2 separate regions of the Muntiacus reevesi genome follow, and region 1 is linked to region 2. Evidence: chromatin contacts called from public Hi-C data. All regions are on one chromosome and are shown on one strand. Each heading gives the region's core, a stretch centred on a gene start, on an enhancer-like site or on the middle of the called end of the contact. The rest is flanking DNA. Distances are from core to core; before and after follow the strand shown. Region 1 holds the start of FOXJ3 (forkhead box J3). Region 2 holds the start of ZMYND12 (zinc finger MYND-type containing 12).

Region 1 (4,233 bases), core at 1,062-3,561, 150 kb before region 2:
GAAGCCCTCATATCTTCAGCAACACAAAACCAAAAACAAAATTCATCTTAACTTCAAGAAATACAAAAAGAAAACAGAAACCTAAAAAATTTTTTTAATTCAATCAAATCTCTAGATACTACCCAAACATAAAAATGAAGCGGAGCTCATTGCTCATCTATAAATATCTGCTTATAGCCTAGGAGAAATAAAAGGCTTCCCTCATTGCTACTGTGGCCCGTTCCCTGTTAAGGAAGCAATCTATGGTCATAAAAGAGCAAAACACGGCAAGATGGAAACCTGAACCTGGAAGAGACATTAAGGAAAGAAATTACTCAAAATACATGTTTCAGAAACCAGAGAGTACAATGATACTCAATAGAAAGAGAGGGAAAGCGAAATAAAAAAGCACCCACGAAATGAGTGACTCACTGAAACTTATCTAGTGCTGCCTTGCAAGTAAAGAGCTATGCATATAACATCCATGACATGCACACCTGTTTCACTGGCAAACAAAACAGAAAAAATAAATATCAGAAAAAGACAAGGTAGATGCCCCATCAATCTCTAACTCCCTGGTCAATCCAACTCAGCTCATTCAGGAATCCAACCAGGAACAACAGACGTGGATTGCACAATACAGAAAAGAAAAATCTTCGCCAACCACACACAAAAAAGTAGAACGGAGAAGTGAAAACTATACACCTGAACGCATCAGCAACTAGAGCTTATTATTCTCTTTAGGATTAAACTGTAGAGAAAAGAACAAGAGCAGCTCAAGGAAGAGGGGGAAATGTCAATGAAACTACGTCCCTTACTGGTCTCAATCTCTGAGAGTGCAAGTCTTGCTTCTTTCAGCTGACCAACCGTCGGCCTCCGCACAGCAAATTGACCCTAACACCTTCCACGCCACCCGGAGGAAATCACAGAGGAAAAAACCAGCCCGCTTTAACCTCCGTCCTCACCAGCTGCAAACTGGAGGGGGGTTGGGGGGGGGGGGCGACACCCTACCACGTGGGCAGGATGCAACACACACAGGACAGCAACACGTCCGCATGGAACTGCTGCCTCTGCCCAATACTGATAGAGGACACGGCGACAGGATGGGTGGGAACACAGGCCCCCCGCACGGGCCTCCCCACCCCGAAGGGCACCACCGACGCGCGAGGTGCTGGCCGCTTCGCCGGCCAAAAGGCACCCAGGAGCTTGAAGGGAAGAAGCTGCATCGCGCTGGGGAAGGGGGGCTAGCCCAGGCCAGGGGCAGTTTACGGACGGCGGCCACTGTCCTCGGACTCGACGCCCCCGGGAATCCCGTCTAGCTCCCTCGGGCCCCGCCTGGGGGAGGGGCGGGAGGCGCGGAGCCGCCGCTTCCCTGCTGAGGGGCAGCAGCAGCTGAGAAGCGCCGCGGGGGAGGGAGGAACCCAGCCCTAGCCGCTCTCCGGGCCTCAGCCTGGGCTCAGGCCCCCTGCCCCGCCTGCCGCCCGCCGCCCGCCCCGCGACGCGGCCGCAGCTGTGAGAACGGAGAGGACGTCTCGCGGAGGGCAGCCCCTGCCTCCGTCCCGGGAGATGCCTCGGCCCCGCCTCCTCGCCCGCCGCCCCGACCCGACCGCTCCGGCGGCGGGCGCTCACCTCAGGCTGCGCAGGCCGGGACGGCCCGGCCGAGCCCCCGGCCGCTGTGTGCGTCTCCGCCCCCCGGGAAACGTCCCAACGGCGCCTGGTGCGAGCCGCTGAGGCCCGGAGCAGCGCCGAGAGCGGCGGCGGCGGCAGCGGGAGCAGCCAACATCCGGGGCCGCGCACCCGGAACTACTTCCCGACCAGCTCCCCCTCCCGCCGCCGCCGCTGCCGCCCCCGCCTCCCGCGACGTCGCTGCGCCACCGGTACGGCGTCGGCGGCGTCACTGCCCCTCCGCTGTCACGGCCACGGATATGAGCGCGAGATCCTTCCGCTGGGGCAAATAGTACCCTGGGACTCAGGGGGTGCGGGGGACGGGTCCTCCTTCCGCGAAGCGGGTGTCAGGCAGCCGCAGACAGCTCCGAGCGACTTGTTGAGGCGGGGAGTAGCGGGTTCTCTGTCCCTCAGAGTGGTGGCCAGGGAGTGAGGGCAGTGGGAGCGGCCCTTTAGTTGAGGACAAGAGGGACCTCCGCCTTGAACCCTCCCCAGGGACTCCGGGGCCCTGTGTCCCGGGGGAAGGGCGCCTTGCGACTTTCCCCCAAGCTCCCTTCACCTGACCGTAGCAACAGGTACCTTAGCCTCTTCGGGACACCGGTCACCGCGGCTTCTACGGCCCCAGCAAAGGCACCTTGGACCTTCAGGACACCTCTTCTTCCAGAACTCCACACGTCCCTGGTTCTAGACCCATCTCTGCCGGGTCCTCTCCTGTGCCTCGCCTTGGTTTCCTTCTCTTTAAAACAAAGGAGATGAAACTCTCAAGACCCTTCTGATTCTTAAGTAGCTGCCCAGGTTATGGTCCTTGCTATCAACAGGTGGAGCACTTAGAAGAGTAGTTGGGCGACTTGTGAACTTTGGAATTTACTTCTACGTCAGTCTTTACTGATTTTTTCTCTAAAGTATCTGCCCTGTAATTTCACGTTTAATTACATTCATACATCGTATTATTTGCCATTGCTTCCTTCGCGTTAGTCACATATAGCACCGAGTATGCTTTTGAACTCGCAGTAGGTGCTCAATATTTGGAAACTCAGGTAACTTGCTAGATGAATACTAGGTTGATTGGATGAGACGAAAAGGAGAGGCCTGAGTGAATTCATCTTGGGAACATCTTTTGTCGGACGTAGTCTTGTAGTAATCAAATAAAGACTGCAGGTGAAGAGCTGAGTACCCAATAACTTCAGTAAACATTGAACACCTGCCATTTACCAAGCAGTACTAGGCCCTGAGGATTCAAATTACTCCTATATCCCTTTTATACCTAAGACTCCAGCGAGATTCTGAAGATTAAAAGATTCATTCACTCATCCATCCAACAAATATTTGCTGATCAGGTTGTCAGACCCTATTTTAGTGTTTGGGTTGGATCATTGACTAGAAACAGGAAGGGGGTGGGAATACCCTTCCAACTTGGAGCTATCATCTTAAGTATAGAGAAAGATGATCAACAAAACAAGAAAAGAATTTGGTATGATAGAAGGTGTTTAGTGCTATGGAGGAAAAAAAATAGACCAGGGTAAGAGGTATGAGTAAGAGGTATGAAAAAAACTGGAGGAGGAAGGAAGAAAAGTGGGATTTTTTTTTTAACCTCAACCATTTCTTCATCAATAATTAGTTCATTTACTTCAACTGGACCATGTTAGGTGCTGGGGGCTTCAGTGAACGATAAGCCAAGGTTCTGCCACCGGTAGAGACCACATGCCAGATCCTTTCACTTGCCCTCATTCAGTGTTTTCACCAAGTCCCTTGGTTAGAACTCCTGTGTTCATCTTTACAGCTGATGAAGTTGAAGCTGAGAACTGGGACTCAAACTCAGTGACTTCTGAGTCCAGCTCCCTTTCCAGCTTCACCTCAGCTGAGAACTCATATATTTCTATTTCATGCCTCACCTCTTTCATCAAGTAGACTGATCCATGAGTATAGATGAATGACATTAGATCTGCGTTGGGGCAAAAGGGAGGGAGAAAAGAAAATATTTAGGGGAAAAGAGGGGGGACATCAAAAAATCTAGACATGTAGAGCAAAGAAAAGGGGTAGCAAAGAAGACTTCAGTTCAGTTGCTCAGTCCTGTCCAACTCTGGGACCCCATGGACTGCAGCATGCCAGGCCTCCCTGTCCATCACCAACTCCCATAGTTAACCCAAGCTTATGTCCATTGAGTCAGTGATGCCATCCAACCATCTCATCCTCTATCATCCCCTTCTTCTCCTGCCTTCAATCTTTCCCAGCATCAGGGTCTTTTCTTGAATCAGGTGGCCAAAGTATTGGAGTTTCAGCTTCAGCATCAGTCCTTCCAATGAATATTCAGGACTGATTTCCTTTAGGATGGACTGGTTGGATCTCCCTGCAGTCCAAGGGACTCTCAAGAGTCTTCTCCAACACCACAGTTCAAAAGCATCAATTCTTTGGTGCTCAGCTTTCTTTATAGTCCTTTATAGTTTCTTTAAGAAGACTTAGTGGAAGAGAAATGAAGGTAGATTCATAATAGCTTATTCCAATTCCAGTTTTACAGAATGAGATTTTAAATAGAACCATCAGAGAGAACCCAATTCATAAGGTGACTTTAATGAGAAACTTGAAAGAAGT
Region 2 (4,179 bases), core at 1,371-3,870:
TCTACATGTTAAACATAATACTATTCTGCATTAATGGCACGGCATCCTGTATTAATGGAGCATAATAAAATTGAGCTAACAGGCTTGCCAACAACTAAAATGAGTCAGGGAAATAAGAGTCATCTGAAAGATTACAGAGTAACTGCAAAGTGAGTTGAGAGGAAGGAGGAATTACTTCTGGGCTTGAGGGATGAAGAGGACAAAGGAGGAGGTAGATGCTTGTATGAGGCAAAGAAGTCTTATCTCTCTCCAGAAGGCCAGTCCTGCACTTAGAAGTGTTTACTCAGGACTTCCCTGGAGGTCCAGTGGTTAAGACTCCATGCTTCCAGTGCAGAGTACAAGGGTTCAAACCCTGGTTGAGGAACTAAGATCCCATAAACCACACAACAAAAAAGAAAAAAAAAAAAGACATTAAACAAGTGAGACAAAAATATAAAAGTATTGAAAAAGTGAAGGAAAAATGTGAGAGAGAAAATGAGATGGAATTTAGGTTGGGTTTAGCAGAAACACCTCTTTGAAGAAATAACATTTCTGAGAAGAGAAAGATGAAAGGGAGTTAGGAAGAGCTGTGACTGTACAGAAAAATTCCCAACAGAGGTAACAGGCTGGGCAAAGAAACTGAGGGAGGAAAGGAGTTGGCAAATTAGAACTGAAAGAAAGCCTCTATAACTGCATCCAGGAAAAGAAGGGTGAGTATGGTGGGAAATGAAAGTAGAGAGGGAGCCAGGGCTTTGTAGCTTCTGCTACAAATTCTGAATTGTATTCTGTATGCAATAAAGAAACAACAGTGAAAACAGAGATGCCGCCCTTGCCCTCATGAAGCATACAGCTTAGTGAGGGATACAGACCACTAAAAAATGATTTCAATCTGTCATAAATGTGAGGATAGGGGACATAATGAGTGCTGTGAAGGCACTGAGGAGGGACACTGGATTCAGTCCAAAAGGTATGTTCACTCTCCACTGGGATCACTGCAGTTGAGAAGTTATGAGCCTTTAGTGTCTACTCTCCAGCCTAACTTCACATCGATACCTGTCATCTTTCCTTAATACAAATGAGGGCACGTGAAAACCATCCATGGCCCCCCAGAGGATAAATTCCAAACTCCTTGATCTCCTATCACTGTTTGGCCCTAACTTTTATCTTCTTGGTATAAACTCCTACTACTACCTATCACAATGGTTTTCAAACTTTTTAAAAATCAACCTATAGTAGGAAATACATATCACTAGTACAAACACATAAACACTAAAACACAAGTCTGAAGAAACAATTCAAGTAGGATTACTCTGATACTTGATAGGTTTTCCTTCCCCTTAAAATGCTGGTTGTGATTTATTCATGACCTGCCAACGGGGCCTGGACAGCAAGCTTACAGTCGTAACTGCTCTCTCCACCATTACCTTCTCAACCCACCTCGGACAAAGTCTGTTCTCTCAGTTTGCCAAAGCAGTCCTGGATTCAAGAAGTGCCTTGCCTTTCCTTCTCCATTTCTCATTCACCTAGCAACTTCCTTCTGATCTTTCAAGACTTTGCCCAAATATTATTTCTTCAGAGGAGCCTTTGCAGATACCACCCCAGTCATCATGCTTCCATCCTTAGAGGTCCCAGGGAATAGTACTCCCTGAGTGACAGCACTTGTCATATACGGTTGTGTTATAACTTACTTTTAAAAACAGGTTAGCCTGCTCTGGACTAGGTTTCTGAACGTCAGCAACCTCACTGTCTTATCTCAGGCCCCAAATAGGGGCCGATCTGAAGCAAAGGTCAGGGGATGTTATGCTGAAGTAAATGAAAACTAATATCATACCCTTCCCATACCGCCGCGATCTTGGCTGTGTACCGACAAACCAGCTTTCTATCTGTTCTTCAAACACAGCAAGGTCTTCCCTCCCTCGGAGCCTCACTGCGCCACTGTTCCCCCAGCGTTTCTCGGGCGGGCTGTTCCTATTCAATCATATATCCATAGTCTACCCTCAGAGAGGCTGTCTGCTCAACCTCCCATCACATTTTCTTTGTCTTTAAGGCATTTTGTTGCTGTTGACCACATGGACTGTAGCTCGCCAGGCTCCTCTCTCCGTAGAATTTCCTAGGCAAGAATACCGGGCTACTCTCTGGAATTATTTTGTTTGGTCTGTTGGTTTATTTATCTAGCTTTCTCATGACAATATTACTTTTTTGGGAGACGTGGTCTCCCGAGTTTCTCCCCAGTAACTTCAGCACCTAGAACAGTGCAAGGCGCACAGCAGGCGCTCCACAAAACATCTGGAGACGGACGAGCGAGCGGAAGAGGAAGCAAACGCAGACACTGATGTCTTAGGGACCAGTCCTGAAGCCTCCTAGACTCCTGAACCTAGAGGGCTCCCTGGCTGAGAGGGAGGCGATTGAGGCGCCCAGGGGCCACGTTTCAGGGCCTACCAGTAATAAGTGACCGTGCAGGCCCCGCACACCCGCTCGGCCGGGGCTTCGCACACCTCACAGCACAGCCGGCGCCCCCTGGGCACCGCCAGAGGGTAGATCACGTTCATGCCGCGGCAGACGGCGTTGTCAGTCTCTAGGACGGTTGCCCGGCGAGGACGCACCGGACAGCGGTGTCACGTGACCGACACGGCGCCGCCTCATCCCCGGCCTTTCGAGGGGAAGGGCGTGTGGCTCGACTGACAACTCGGGAGTGCGTTTGTAGGGTTGTTTTTTTTTAAAAATGAAAGGGGAAAAAAAAAAAAAAAACAAGCCACTCCTCCACCCCTCCCCCTCCCGCACCGCTCCAAATCCAAAGGTTAAACAGCCGGGCAATCAAAGTTTTAGCCGGGGTCCGAGTCTAGCAGGGTCTGTACGGTGGCCGATAAGGATCAAACAACGGCCGGACCGTCACTCAGGCTAGGAAACTAAACAAGGGGGTGTGCCTCTCAGCCGAGAACTCAAGTGTCAGACTCGCAGGGTGCAGGGCGGAGCCAGCTCGTATTTCCAGACAAGCGGAAACCCTGCGCTGACGTCCCGCGCACCGTAGCCAACCGCCCAGTGACTATTGCGGCTGCGCGCGGGCCAGGTAAGGGGACAGGGGGCGTGGCGCCGAAGGGCCTAGAGTTTGCGCAGACGCGGGGGCGCCTCGGGACTGATGGCGGCCGTGGACCTGGTTGCCGAGTTTCCCCAGCCCGCCGGTGTTGCGCGCTGGGCAGAGGTTATGGCTCGCTTCGCCGCCCGGTTGGGCGCGCAGGGCCGACGGGTGGTGTTGGTCACTTCTGGCGGCACCAAGGTCCCTCTGGAAGCCCGGCCTGTGCGCTTCCTGGACAACTTCAGCAGTGGGCGGCGCGGTGCTGGCTCGGCCGAAGCCTTCTTGGCCGCGGGCTACGGGGTCTTGTTCCTGTACCGCGCGCGCTCTGCCTTCCCCTTTGCCCACCGCTTCCCGCCCCAGACCTGGCTGTCTGCTCTGCGGCCCTCCGGCCAAGCGCCTTCGGGCTTGCTGAGCCTGGAGGCCGAGGAAAAAGCACTCCCGGGCTTCGCCGCAGCTCTGCAGAGCTACCAGGAAGCTGAGGCTGCCGGCACCTTTCTGGCCATAGAGTTCACCACTTTGGCAGACTATTTGCATTTGCTGCAGGCTGCAGCCCAGGCTCTCAGCCCACTAGGTGCGTGACTTTAGGAGTTCATCGGATTCCAGGAGGCAGAGCCTTTACCCCTAGACACATAGCCCGTTACTATATATACCCAGGGCTCTCACAACGGAGGAACCTGAGTTGAAAAGGAGCTGACTCCATACCCTTCTCTGATTTATTACACTCTGTGCTTCTTGTTTCAGGTTCTTCTGCGATGTTTTACCTGGCTGCGGCCGTGTCAGATTTCTATGTTCCTGCCTCTGAAATGCCTGAACACAAGATCCAGTCATCTGGGGGCCCACTGCAGGTGATGGGCGCTTCTCTTCCAGAGATCTGATTTCCTATAACCAATCTTGGGTTAATTTCCTTTTGATCTGGAGATGGCCTTTCTGCATTCCGTATGTGCTAGGCACTAGGGATACAGAGATGAATAAGACACCGCCCTCCCTCAAGAACCTCACAATCTGTTGAGGTTGCTGGACACAGACATAATTACAGTACAGAGTGATAAATGCTCTAGTAGAGGTACGTACAAAGTGAAGTCAGAGCATGGGGTGAGTGAATCTTGGGGAAAGTCAAGGCTTTCTGG

Evidence for each region. Hi-C and Micro-C count contacts between places; a contact is called where the count stands out from the background.
Region 1: a contact with region 2 is called in a Hi-C map of blood, with 2.4 times the contacts expected there. The contact joins the promoter of FOXJ3 here to the promoter of ZMYND12 in region 2. A contact is called at or near these places in 2 of 3 Hi-C or Micro-C datasets (blood and muscle).

What each region holds. Positions count from the first base shown.
Region 1 is chr1:162,513,252-162,517,484 of mMunRee1.1, reverse strand. It overlaps FOXJ3 (forkhead box J3), which reads right to left and starts at 2,311. Exons shown (of 13, transcript XM_065915040.1): 1 at 2,224-2,311.
Region 2 is chr1:162,359,210-162,363,388 of mMunRee1.1, reverse strand. It overlaps ZMYND12 (zinc finger MYND-type containing 12), which reads right to left and starts at 2,620. Exons shown (of 8, transcript XM_065929856.1): 1 at 2,419-2,620. The coding sequence starts at 2,528. PPCS (phosphopantothenoylcysteine synthetase) reads left to right here and starts at 3,083. Exons shown (of 3, transcript XM_065915001.1): 1 at 3,083-3,623; 2 at 3,794-3,897. The coding sequence starts at 3,116.